Regions from separate parts of the Mus musculus genome. Here regions 1 and 2 are each linked to region 3. Evidence: chromatin contacts called from public Hi-C and HiChIP or PLAC-seq data. All regions are on one chromosome and are shown on one strand. The core of a region is the stretch at or near the end of the contact, and the rest is flanking DNA. Distances in the headings are between cores, read along the strand shown.

Region 1 (3,907 bases), core at 1,078-3,577, 390 kb after region 3:
TACAACCTCTTTCTTTTCTGGCCCAAATATCCAGCTCTGGCCAAATGGTACCCAGATTCCAAAGCAGAGGACATACCAGACATCTGGGGAGCTGGCGAGGACTCCTCACAAGGCAAGAACACATCTGCTCCATCCTGATCCGCAAGATCAATAAACTCCACTTGCTCCAGTGTGTCCACATTCACTTCCATAGACGAGATGCTACCTATGGGGGCTGCACACAAGGGAGGAGAGCAAACAGACCAGGCTAGAGCTGAGAGATGGTCACATGTACATGCAAGACCCCAAATTGGGCCTCAAAAACAGGAAGGGAGCTGGTTCCCAAGATCTGAGAGCCACAAGGACACCTTTCCCAACCTAGCCCAATTCCATTCCTCAGAAATTGAAACTTACGTCTTTGTGACTCCAGGTGCAGATGGGACAGGGGGAAGACAAACTCTGTCTCTGGCTGTAAAATGTCCTCAAAGAACTTCTGCCTCTCCCGGAGCCGCAGCTGTTGGCGCTCCAGGGCTGCTCTCGGATTTGGGTCCATGTCAGCCCCTGTGCGGGAATAGGGTAAGGCAAGCACAGATGTGGGGATGAGAAAGAACGCAGTGGGGGCCTAGGCATAAGGAGCCCCTTGACAGCTGGCATCCCAGCAGCACAGCCTCGCTTCCAGTCTGGACAGCTCTGGCCTCAGCAGCCTCTTTCGCGAGGCGAGGCTGGCCCTGGTTCCACAAAGGGGATGTCAGTTCCAGGCACCGCAAGAGCCTGTCGTTAATGAAGGCTGCCAATGCTGGCTAACTGCCTACATGCCCTCTGAGAGACTGGAAGGAGCTGGCCATTTGATGGACTCAGCTCCCCTCTGAAGGCCAGGGAAGAACAGGGCGAGATGGATGAAGTGTAGGGCGCTATACCTCTGGTTCTTCCCAGTCCTTACAAAACCCAAAGACTATAGCTAAGTCAATAATACTCCATGCTTCCTGTCCCCCAAAACACACACATACCACCACTACCACCACCACCGCCACCACAATCCTCATCACCTCCAAACACTTTCTCTGGGGGCAAAGACCTAACTTCCTGACTTGCCTCTGCCTCTTTCTGGCCCCAGGGGTCCCACCTGAAGGTATCATCCTACCTACCTCAAACACTATCTGACAATATACTTCGTGAAGGAGGGCTGTTTGTAGAGAACTGAGCACCTGTCCTCTGAACTCTCACAGTTGTCCCCTCCTCTCACACATGTTTGGCTTATTTCCCAAGTTAGTAAGTACCAACTAGAAGGGTGGGGACTGAGTACAGTTCAGACCAGGTGTCGAGATTGCCAATACCGAGTTTTGCAGGACACCAGAGCTCTGGGGCCAGCCCTGTGCATTCATCCCCGTTCCTGGTACACTACTGAACCCATGCATCACAGGGAACAGGGGAAGCTCTAGGGTGAGGACCACGCTGTCATCCTCCAATAAACCTCAGCTGGCCACAGTGTAATCACAGCGCGTGGCCAGGTCCTCGAGTACTGGGGTAGCTCAGGAGGGACCCGAAACTAATGATAGAGGCAAGGCCAAGTCAGTGCCTGGAGCTGATGTGGCTGCCAGAGAAGGGAGAAGGGAGCAGCAGACGAGGACTCCAGAAAGGCTCTTAGAGCTGCCGCCCAGGTCACAACGCTAAAAATACCCAGGGCCCCAGGGGCGGTCTGCGGAGAGGAGAGGGGAGGCGAGCTCGCGAGGGAGCTGCCGCTGACCCGGGGCCACCCGGACGCCTCTCTTTTCCCCTCCCCCTGACGTTGTGGTCTTACCAGGCTGAAGGGACTGTCCACAGGGGGGCTGCGGAGCCAATTCCCAGAGCTAGGTAGTTGTTTACACGACCATAGGTACTGGGAAGAGTAGGGATTTGGAGACGGGAGGCTGACACCGGGAAGGAACCAGGGAAATGGAGAACGAACGCCCTCTGTCCCGGCCCCACCCGCGCCTGAGGAGGCAAGAGGCAAAGAATTCCCTAAAAGGGGACTGGCGCGTGGGCGAAGACGGGGCGGGCGGAGGAGGGCACCCCAAGTTCCCGTGCTGCGGGGGCCCAGTTCGCCGCACCTGAGCCCAACCCCGCATTCCCCCCTACCTGCAGCGCCCGCGCCCCGCTGGCTCCCTGGGTGCGCTCCCGACAAGCGGCGGCGGGGGCGTGGGAGCGAGCAGCGCCGGCCGGGTGGGGCTAAGCCTGCGGGGTTCCCTGGGGACCGGCGGCCCTGGGAGCCGGGAACGAGGAAGAGGCGGGAGGCGGAAGTGGGGGCGGGGCGGGCACTCGGGGCTGGCGGCGGAGGACAGCTCCTCTAAACGCCGGGACCCGGACTTGCGGGGCAGGCGAAAAGTTCCCGCACGCATCCCTCCTCGCTCCGCCCGCGCGAGGCTGCGCGCACCCCGAGGCACTTGCGGCACCCCCGCCCGGCGCACAGCTGCTGCGGGCACACGCGCCGGCTCCGGCCCACGCACACTTGATGCTCTCCGACTCCAGAGCAGCGCCCACGCAACGACCACGCGCACGCGCTCGCTGCCCGCCTCACCGCACCTCGATCACCCTGGCCACGGTTACGCGCACACTTCTCCAGAAGGTGCGAGATGGGGAAGCAGGGTCAGCTGCTGCCCAGCGAGTCAAGTGCATGGACCTTGGATTCCCTCAGCTGGCCTAAGGACCACACAGAGCCGTCGCCCTACGGGTCAGCGCACTGGGCGAGTCAGGGCTGGAGGGGATGCGCCGCACCCTACACGCCGGCAAGGAGCCAACACCTCGAGGTGCTCTAGAGATGCCAGACGTCCAGCCAGGCGTAGGTGGGCGGCCCAGTCGGAAACAGCCCCCTTTCAGCGTCTCCTGGCTCAAACCAGGGCTAGGAGTGTCCAGTATAGCAACCCCTGGATGAAGGCTCTGTCGCCTCCCTCCCCATGCCCTTGTCTGGGCTCTGAATACAGCGTGAGGATGAGCCATGACTGGTGTGTGTGTGTGTGTGTGTGTGTGTGTGTGTGTGTTTCCATTAGAAATCTGTGTCGGGGCCAAGCTACCAGGAAACCATCCTTGTCATCTCCCTCCCCTTTGAGACCCACATTAAAATACACCTCCATTTCACATCATTTCTGTTCCCACTCTGGCTCAGCCTCCCACAGTAGTAGCCTCCTTCAGAGTTTCCTGCGCCCTCTCTTGCCTAACTACATTCTGCACACAGGACAGCTCGAGAGCACACGTCTCATGTTTTAATGTCCTTTGTTATAATAAAATCTACGCTCTGGTATTTTAAGTCTCATTTCCCCTCCCCTCCCCTCCCCTCCCCTCCCCTCCCCTCCCCTCCCCTTCCCACAAGGTTTCTTTGCATAGCCCTGCTGTCCTGGTACTTGCTCTGTAGACCAGGTTAGCCTCAAAATCCAAGAGGACCCAGATCCCCCTGCCTTTGCCTCCTGACTGTGTCCCTATGCCCAGCTTCAAGTGATCTTGAAAAGCAGGGAAGCGGGAGGGTGTGTGCAAAGGGTTTTGGGTATGAGAAACACGCACATCTGGGTTTCCCCACAGGGGGACAGTACTCCAGCAATGCCTGAGGCATGGACTCTTCTGTATGGCTAGGCTGAGAACAGCCCTGTGAAGTAAGCATAGCACGCTCCCTTCTCACTCATCCAGAAGGGTGCACTAGCCTGTGGGAGGCAATGAATGCCGAGGTTAAGATTACAGCCAGACCCCTTCGGGAGCTGTAAACCACTGCAGCTCCTAACCAGCTCCTAACCCTTCTCTGACTCTTGATCCTGCCTACTAACTAGGGCTAATTAACCCCTCTCTCGTAGTGTAGGACTTGAGACACACTGGAAATGCTCCATCAACCTTAGCTCTCTTGGTTGGGATGGGTTCTGAGAAAGGGGAAGACTGCATTCTACTATGGACTTACGCATGGGAGGGG
Region 2 (3,941 bases), core at 270-2,769, 510 kb before region 3:
GTGCTTACAGGTATGCACTTTGTGGCTCTGCTTTATGTGAGTCTATATGCAACTGAGGCCACCCAAGAATGTAACTGCATGCAATGTTCAGGGTGGCTCACTCCCTGCATCTGAAGTCTTGACAAGGATCCCTGGAAGGGGAGGCATGGCTGGGTTTCTGGGAAATATTTGCCTTTTCTCCACATTGCCTCTCTGCTTCTTTTGGTTTCCACTTGATCTCTGGTAACTAGTTAACTAAAGTCATACACAAACTCTAGGAACACCGCAAACAAACCGGACTGCCAGGATATCAGGTTTGCTTTTTGAAGCCTGCAGTGTCCCTTCTTATGACCCCTTTATTTAAATTACATCATGGCCACGTTTGATGTGGGAGACAGTATACAAGCATTGAATCCCTGGAAGTCTGGCTCACTGAGAGCTATCTCTCAGCCTCTGCATCTCGAAGTTCCTTTTGGTATTTAAACATAACAGATAACTGTGTCAGAAACTGTCTGGCCTTCCAGTGACTAAGATATTCCATAGCTTTCCTCTTTTAAAATATATACACGGGGGCTGGTGAGATGGCTCAGTGGTTAAGAGTGCCGACCGCTCTTCCAAAGGTCCTGAGTTCAAATCCCAGCAACCACATGGTGGCTCACAACCATCCGTAACGAAATCTGATGCCGTTTTCAGGAGTGTCTGAAGACAGCTATAGTGTACAGTGTATAAATAAATAAATAAATATTTTAAAAAAATAAATAAAACAAAATATATACACGTATTCAATTTGTCCTCATGGATGAAGAGCAGTTTCTATATTACTTGGATTAAATATAATTGGTCATGTTAAAATATATTGTTAAGATGGCGCAGTGATTTATAGCAGAGGAGCAGAGTTCAATTCCCAGCACCTACATGATACCATCTTCTGGCCTTCTTAGACACGGGGTACCAAGCACAGCACGCAAGTAGTGGACAGACATACATGCAGGCAGGCAATATATCAATACATATAAAATAAAATAAAATAAAAATTGAAAATATTATACTGTTAAAATATTTTGCCATTACTTATTGTGACTTCTCCTTCTGTAAAATTGGCAGGAGAGTATGCACCTGTCAGTAAAGTCAGTAATAAACAGGATGGCGATTATTTTCTTTTAAGATATTTAGAGATGGTTTGATTCTTTGTTAGGGGGTCTCTTCTGTAATTTTGGGAAGGTCGTCGATACATTTTTATTCTGCTTACAACTGTTTGGTTATTATTTTTTTCTTAATACACTGTTGGAATTTCTTTACAGAGCTCTAATTTTTTATTCTCACACTTCTTCTTGTACTCATGGTTTTTACTCGTAAATTACTGTGATTAAAGCCCTAGCGCCTCAGAGGCTATCGGCTGGGTGGGGGCCGCAACTCCCTGTGGGAAATGTAGTCCTGGAAAGACTACAGCACCCTTTGGAGAACCGTGGGAATGGCCGCTCCGAGACTCTGCGCATGCGCGGTCTCCTAGGCTCTATGGATGCGTTTCCGTTTCGTGGGGCTCTTCCAGGCGAGGCTCGAGGGGCCTCTGTGCGCCACAATTGCCTGGGGCCTTCTGGGAGCTACAAAAGAAGCGAGGTTTCCCCTGAGCCAGAGGAATTCCGGGTGGCGACTCCGGGGCAGGATCAGAAGAACCAGCGCCTTCCTGGGGCCCGCGGAGGCTTGCGCGTGTCCAGGGGCCGGGCGAGGCTAGCGGGCGCCCCCGGGGCTGCAGGCCTCCGGGCGGGCAGCCTGGGAAGGAGAGAGGTGTGTGCGTGCAAAAAGCGGATCCCAGCAGTCCTGCGGATGCCCTTGGCCCGGTAAAGCTTCGGGGGGCTGCTTAAGGGTTGAGCTGCGATTGAGGGAATGAGCAGGTCTGATTTCATTGGCGGGTCTTTCGTTTGGGAGGGAAGGGATGCCAGCCATGGCTGAGAAAAAGGCCTCTGCATCACTTCGAACAAATGCGTGTCGTTCATTAGAGTCCCCATTCTGTTTCGCCAGAGTTGCTCAAACCCCGTCCATCACCATCCTGGAGTTTACTGGTTTCCTTTATATAGAAGAATGACCCAAGAGTATCTACAGGAAAGGGTTTTTATGAGAGTCGAACTTCTTCTCAAGTGAGGAAGGCAGCTATTTTGACCATTTAGGTAGTTTGCTAGTGCCAGAACCAAGAATTGAAATCTGGTGTGTTGATTCGAAGGCCAGGGCTTTGTCTTCTGCTACACTGAAGCAGAGGCCTCCCTCTCATGAAACTGCAGTTAAGCTTGGGGGAGGGGAGCAGAGTGATACGCATCTTAAACCCCTCACTCCCTCTGTCTGGTTTTCTGATTTCATCTGCTGAATGCATTAGTAGGAAAACAGGTAATTGATACCCAAAAAACTAGATGGTAGGTAGGTAGATAGATAGATAGATAGATAATTGATACCCAAAAAACTAGAGGGTAGATAGATAGATAGATAGATTGATTGATAGAATCTCAGAGTTGCTGGCCTGCTCTTTCAGGCTTCATATATACTAGAGCTTATTGATATGATCTAATATGAACTCTGAAGTGTTGTTTGTTTTTTAAGGAGACCTGAATAAGACAGTAGTTCAATTCACACCTTTGTTTCCTTTCACACAGTAAGAAAAGCTCTGATTAGTCCATTCAAAACTGCCCTGGGCCTTCCCTCCGCAGACGCTTTCTGTATGACGCAGGTCGAAGGGTCCTTTCCTTCCAGGGCATGTCTGTGAGTCACTGTCGAGCTGCTAGCCAGTCTGCTGATCACATTCCCTGTTCTTCCTCACCCAGCCCTTGGATCACCGGTGGTTCCTGGCCCTTTCTTGAGAACGCCTGGAAATGGACAGTACCCAGGTAAGTCACCGAGGGATTCACGTCCCACCGTTGGCAGTGGCTGTTCATAGACCCGCAGCGAGTACATCTGGATGTGGTAGACGTGTATAAAAAGGCAGCGCCAGGGAAAGTAAGGGAAGCAGATCAGTACCAGAGAAGTGAACCCCAATAAACAGAAGGCATTGCCAGATGTGCTGGAGCACGCCTTTAATCCCAGCGCTTGGGAGGCAGAGGCAGATGGATCTCTGAGTGAGAAGCCAGCCTGGTCTGCATAGAGAGTTCCAGGACAGCCAGGGCTACACAAAGAACCCTGTCTTGAAAAAAACAATAAACAAACGGATAAATAATAAACAGAAATTATTCACCCCGGTAGGCTTGTTTAGGTTGTATGACAAAGACCCAAGTAGTAGGAAGTAGGCTGTTACCATGGTTTTTCATCATTTATTTATAAACATGTTCTTAGAGAATCTATGAGCAGATGATGCGAAATCACCTTTGCCAACAGCAGCTGTAGATTCCCTTGACTTACAGCTTGGCAAGGCCTCATAGTTACAGATGTCTAATCTATTTTCAGAGGTGTAGACAGCCCTCTGATCGTTCTCCATAGTGTAATGATAAAACCTGCACTCAGTGGGTTACGTGTGCCTCAAATGGTGCCTGTTGCTGCTCCTTTTTATCTCTGGTGCCTTTTTAGAAAGTGTGTGTGTGTGTGACTGTAAAGAGGAGACAGGCTCACGCTGATAATTCTCCTTCTGCCTACTGAGTATTTCAGCTCTGCTTTTAAAACAGGCAGCTCGGGGCACACTTTGACTTTAGATCCTGTGATAAAACTATTTCACTTGCTTCTCTAATGTCAACTCACTCCATGTCCACGACCCGTGTTGTGACCAAAATCAGTGATCATTCGCTTATTTTCAGACTTAGTATTTCTACTCCGTGCTTCACCAAACCCCTTGCCCTTACAGTGTGACTGTCTCTCCCCAGACCGTACCTCTAACCATGTCTAGCTTTCACACCACTCTCTAACTCGCTAATTGTTTCCTCTCTTAGACCCACTGCACCTGCCTCTGCCACCGACATTGTGTGCTTATTCCAGTCTTCTCTCTGCTT
Region 3 (3,920 bases), core at 369-2,868:
AAATTTTGTGTCCCCCAAAATGTGAAGGATGCACCTGGTAGATGCAGTTGTTAGAGAAGGCAGAAGCAGCCCGGCCTCGTGCCACCTAAACAGGACACTACAGCAATCCCAAACCAGCTGAACCCCAACGACACCTATTTGCAGTTAGAAGCAGGAGGGGTAGAACTACCAAAGAATTTGTAACTTTAGGGCAGGGTCTCACACAGCTGAAACTGGCGTAAAACTCCTAATGATCCTGCCGGAATCGGAGTGTTAAAGATTATCGCCCTTAGTCATCCTATCCTGCCTTGGTCATCCATCCATCTCTTAAGTGCTAGAATTTCAGATCTGTGCCTTCACCCTCGACAAGATTTTATTTTTAAACGCACCCCAGATGGGACTGGGAGACAAGATGACACACTTTTGCACTTTACACAGCTTGAAAATGTTAACTTGGAACTTGTTAAGTGCTGGTAATAAAGCTACTTAGTACACTGACTGCCCGGCATATGTGAAACCTAGGGTTATATCCCCAGTACCACATACACACACATTAGAGCCAGGTGTAGTGACAGACGACTTTAATCCCAGCACTAAAGACACAGGGTTTCTGTGAATTCGAGGGCAGCCTGTTCCACATAGTGAGTTACAGGATAGCCAGGGCTACACAGAGACCCTGTCTTTTAAAAATAAGATAAACTCGCGTAGATAGGTGCAGCAGGTCTCTGGCCAAAACGCCAGCTCTGAAGTTGGCCAGACCCAAGTTCAAGGCCGTGCTGCCGTCCTGACACCTACGTCAGAACCATCTGACCCCTGCACCGTAGTCTAGCGTTCTGTGGACTCTCGCTGCTGCTCCCATTAAGTGACTGTTTTCACTTAGCCTGTGCCTTCCGGACCCCCACGCATACCAAAGTCGGAGAAGCGCAGCGTAGTCTAGAGACAAACAACTGTATCTGCGCAAGCAGCGGAACTCGGACTAGAAAATGCATCCGATTCCGGGATTGGAGGAACATGGGCGGGATCACATACCAGAGTACCAATCATAACGCCCCGGCTCTGGTGGGCGGAGCCACGCAGGCGCACAGACGGGAACCCTCCCCCACCCCGCTCCCAGCGCGCTCCCGCCTGCCCCTCCCGCAAGCCCAGCGGGGGCGGGAAGTCTGGCGCGCGCGCGCCGGCCCTTCGCCCGGGCTCCGCCCCCCGCCCTGCCGCGCGCTCCCGCCCCCGGGCTGAGGCGACTCTGAGTCGGAGCCCGACACAAAGGCGGTGGCGACGGCGGCAGCGGCAGCAGCGAAGGGACCCTAGAGGCCGCTCCGCCCGGGCTCTCCGGGCCCACTGCACTCACCCCAGCCGGCAGTCCTGCTGCCCACCCGCGGCTCTAAGATGGCGGCGACGAAAGAGACCGGGCGAGCGGCAGCCCCGAGCGGGAAGCGCCGGAGGGGCCTCCGCCGTCCTGCTTCGGACTCCCGGACCCAGGCGCGGCACGCAGCGGGACCGTGGCTTCCTGGGGCTCTTACCTGCCCGAAGCGGACTCGAGGGGATGCGGCCACACGTTCTGCTCGACCGCCCGTTTTGCCGCCTCCGCCTCGCCCTCCCCAGCGCCGCTGCCGCCATCTTGTGTCCCGGGCCGGGACTCCGCGCTGCGCATGCGTCGGTACCGCCTCTGAAGGACCTCGCCACGGCCGCGCCGCCATCTTGAGTGTGGCAACGTTGACTGGCTCCCCAGACCTTGATGGCTTTCGCCCCCACCCCCCGCCCCCAACTCCCCATTTTCCGGTTGATCTGGGTGGTCCCTTGTGGTCCTGAGGATGGGGAAAAACAGCGTTGCTATTCTTGAAACGTAGGTGGGAAGGAAGGAATCTATCGCACACCCCTGCCTCAGTTTCCCTGCCGAACGCATTCGCAGGGGCTGAAGATCTAGGACACTTTAGGGGGCACGAAGCTGGTCTAGAGTCTTCTGGGGGCTCTGGCTCAGTTGCCGACATAGGCGGAGCGGTGACGTAGGCCCTGCACGTTGGGTCCTGGCCTGCACAGTGCTCTGCCGCTTCCAGCTGGTGTCCTCTCGGGGCCTCTGCCCTCTAAGGGTCCTGGAATGTTAACTCTCTCTGCCTAGAGGCCAGGTGACGAAGACGTGCAAATCGAACCTTTGCGCGTTAGCAACCTGCTCACAAATTGCTCTTGAATAGTCGTAGCTTTTGGAGGAGTGCAAATAGGGTAGATGTGGCTTTGGGCAGTTGTAAAGTTGTGAAGGCTGCACACAGCTTAGTGGGAGACGCTTCTGCAAGGGGCCATCGTCGGGCTCCCTTCCGGAATTAGGCTCCTAGCTCCACCCACTTGTGGCCTCCTAAGGAAGCTGTTGCCCAGTTAAGGTAACTTGAAAGGAGGACAAGTTTGCCACCTGCTGCTGGACTAGCGTAGCAGATGGCCCAGCTGGTCAGCCTCTCAGGTCTATGACGCTGTCGGCGCTGGCTGCCCAGTAACTTGGAGCTGGAATGTTGGGAGGTCAGGAAAAATGGTCAACAATATAAACTAGTAAGAGTTGGAGGAGGATCTTGTCTAGTCTGCCCACAGACACCTGACCATCGACCCCAGGTGTGTCCATCTTAGGGATTTTTTTGTTCTTTTGGTTTTTTGATAGTTCTGCTATATAACCCTGGCAGACCAGGAACTCAGCAGTCTGTCTGCCTGCTGGGTGCTGAAATTAAAAGCATACACCATCATGCATCTCGAATCTTGGGAGACTGATAAAGGGTCACTAGTTTGAGAGGTCAGCAGGGCTACAAGATACTTGCTTTAAAAAGGAAAGTTTAACTTGGGAGGCAGAGGCAGGCAGATTTCTGAGTTCGAGGCCAGCCTGGACTACAGAGTGAGTTCCAGGACAGCCAGGGCTACACAGAGAAACCCTGTCTCGGGAAGAAAAAAAAAAAAAAAAAAAAAAAGGAAAGTTTAAAAGGGGAGTTGGTTAGGGGTGTAACTCAGTGTTTCCCTAACCTCTGACCCTGTTCCAGTTCTGGTTTTTGGTTTGGTTTTTTTTTTTTTTTTTTTTTTAAAGATTTATTTATTATATGTAAGTACACTGAAGCTGTCTTCAGACACTCCAGAAGAGGGCGCCAGATCTCGTTACGGATGGTTGTGAGCCACCATGTGGTTGCTGGGATCTGAACTCCTGACCTTCGGAAGAGCAGTCGGGTGCTCTTACCCACTGAGCCATCTCACCAGCCCCTTGGTTTGGTTTTTAAGCTAGCCAGGTGCGATAGTTCCTTTACCCGCAGGACTCCTAGCTCCATAGGGAGTTCCAGACCTGATCTTTTTCAAACAAACGCAAATGGAGTCAAGAGTGTGCACACCTGAGACCCCCAACAGCACTGGAAAGGCAGAAGCAGGAGGAGGCTAAGTCGTACATCAGTCAGCCTGGCCTACACAATGTAGTGGAACTCTCAAGCAAAACCAGAGCAGTGCACAAGAGCTGGACATGGTGGTCCTTGTCTCTAGGTCCAGAGACTAGGGAAGCTGAAGGAGGAGCCTGGGTAACAGGGAAATGCCATCTGAAGAAGGAAAGACAAGCCTGCCTGCAGAAAGTCATTGCATCAACTACATAAAGTGGAGGATGGTGGCACTAAGGCCACTTTACCACCTCACCAAGCAGAAGCTCCTGCAGGTGGTAGTCTACTTCTGTAACAGTCGCTCCCTGCTTTTACAGCCTTGCTACCTGACACTGAGCCATTCTAAGACCAGCTTGATCTATCCAGCAAGATGCTGTCTGCCTCTGCCCTCCTGAACCCCTTTGTGTATTCCTGGGATGTCACTAATTTCCCCATGCTTTACATAATTCACCCTTCAGGTCCAGGAAGCCTTCCTGACTTCCACCTTCCAATTCATCCTCCCACTTCTGTATTCTCATGTTTTGAGCTTACAGGATTTGTCCACTTCCTTTGCCTGTC

What was found. Hi-C and Micro-C count contacts between places; a contact is called where the count stands out from the background. HiChIP or PLAC-seq counts read pairs in DNA pulled down with a chosen protein or histone mark.
Region 1: a FOXA1 HiChIP or PLAC-seq map of pancreatic cancer cells shows a contact between it and region 3. The contact joins the promoter of Dbndd2 here to the promoter of Pcif1 in region 3. A contact is called at or near these places in 3 of 115 datasets of contacts at active chromatin or transcription factors (bone marrow-derived macrophages, microglia and pancreatic cancer cells) and 1 of 9 other capture datasets (adipose tissue).
Region 2: a Hi-C map of muscle stem cells shows a contact between it and region 3, with 3 times the contacts expected there. The contact joins the promoter of Zfp334 here to the promoter of Pcif1 in region 3. A contact is called at or near these places in 4 of 39 promoter capture datasets (cranial neural crest, hippocampal neurons, maxillary cranial neural crest and 1 more) and 1 of 484 Hi-C or Micro-C datasets (muscle stem cells).

The regions. Positions count from the first base shown.
Region 1 is chr2:164,484,875-164,488,781 of GRCm38.p6, reverse strand. Dbndd2 (dysbindin (dystrobrevin binding protein 1) domain containing 2) reads right to left here and starts at 2,327. Exons shown (of 4, transcript NM_026797.2): 1 at 2,095-2,327; 2 at 394-540; 3 at 77-214. The coding sequence starts at 532.
Region 2 is chr2:165,385,837-165,389,777 of GRCm38.p6, reverse strand. Zfp334 (zinc finger protein 334) reads left to right here and starts at 1,519. Exons shown (of 5, transcript NM_178411.3): 1 at 1,519-1,817; 2 at 2,790-2,852. The coding sequence starts at 2,838.
Region 3 is chr2:164,877,066-164,880,985 of GRCm38.p6, reverse strand. Pcif1 (PDX1 C-terminal inhibiting factor 1) reads right to left here and starts at 1,618. Exons shown (of 17, transcript NM_146129.3): 1 at 1,497-1,618. 4930445K14Rik (a long non-coding RNA gene) reads left to right here. Exons shown (of 2, transcript XR_003953757.1): 2 at 945-3,920.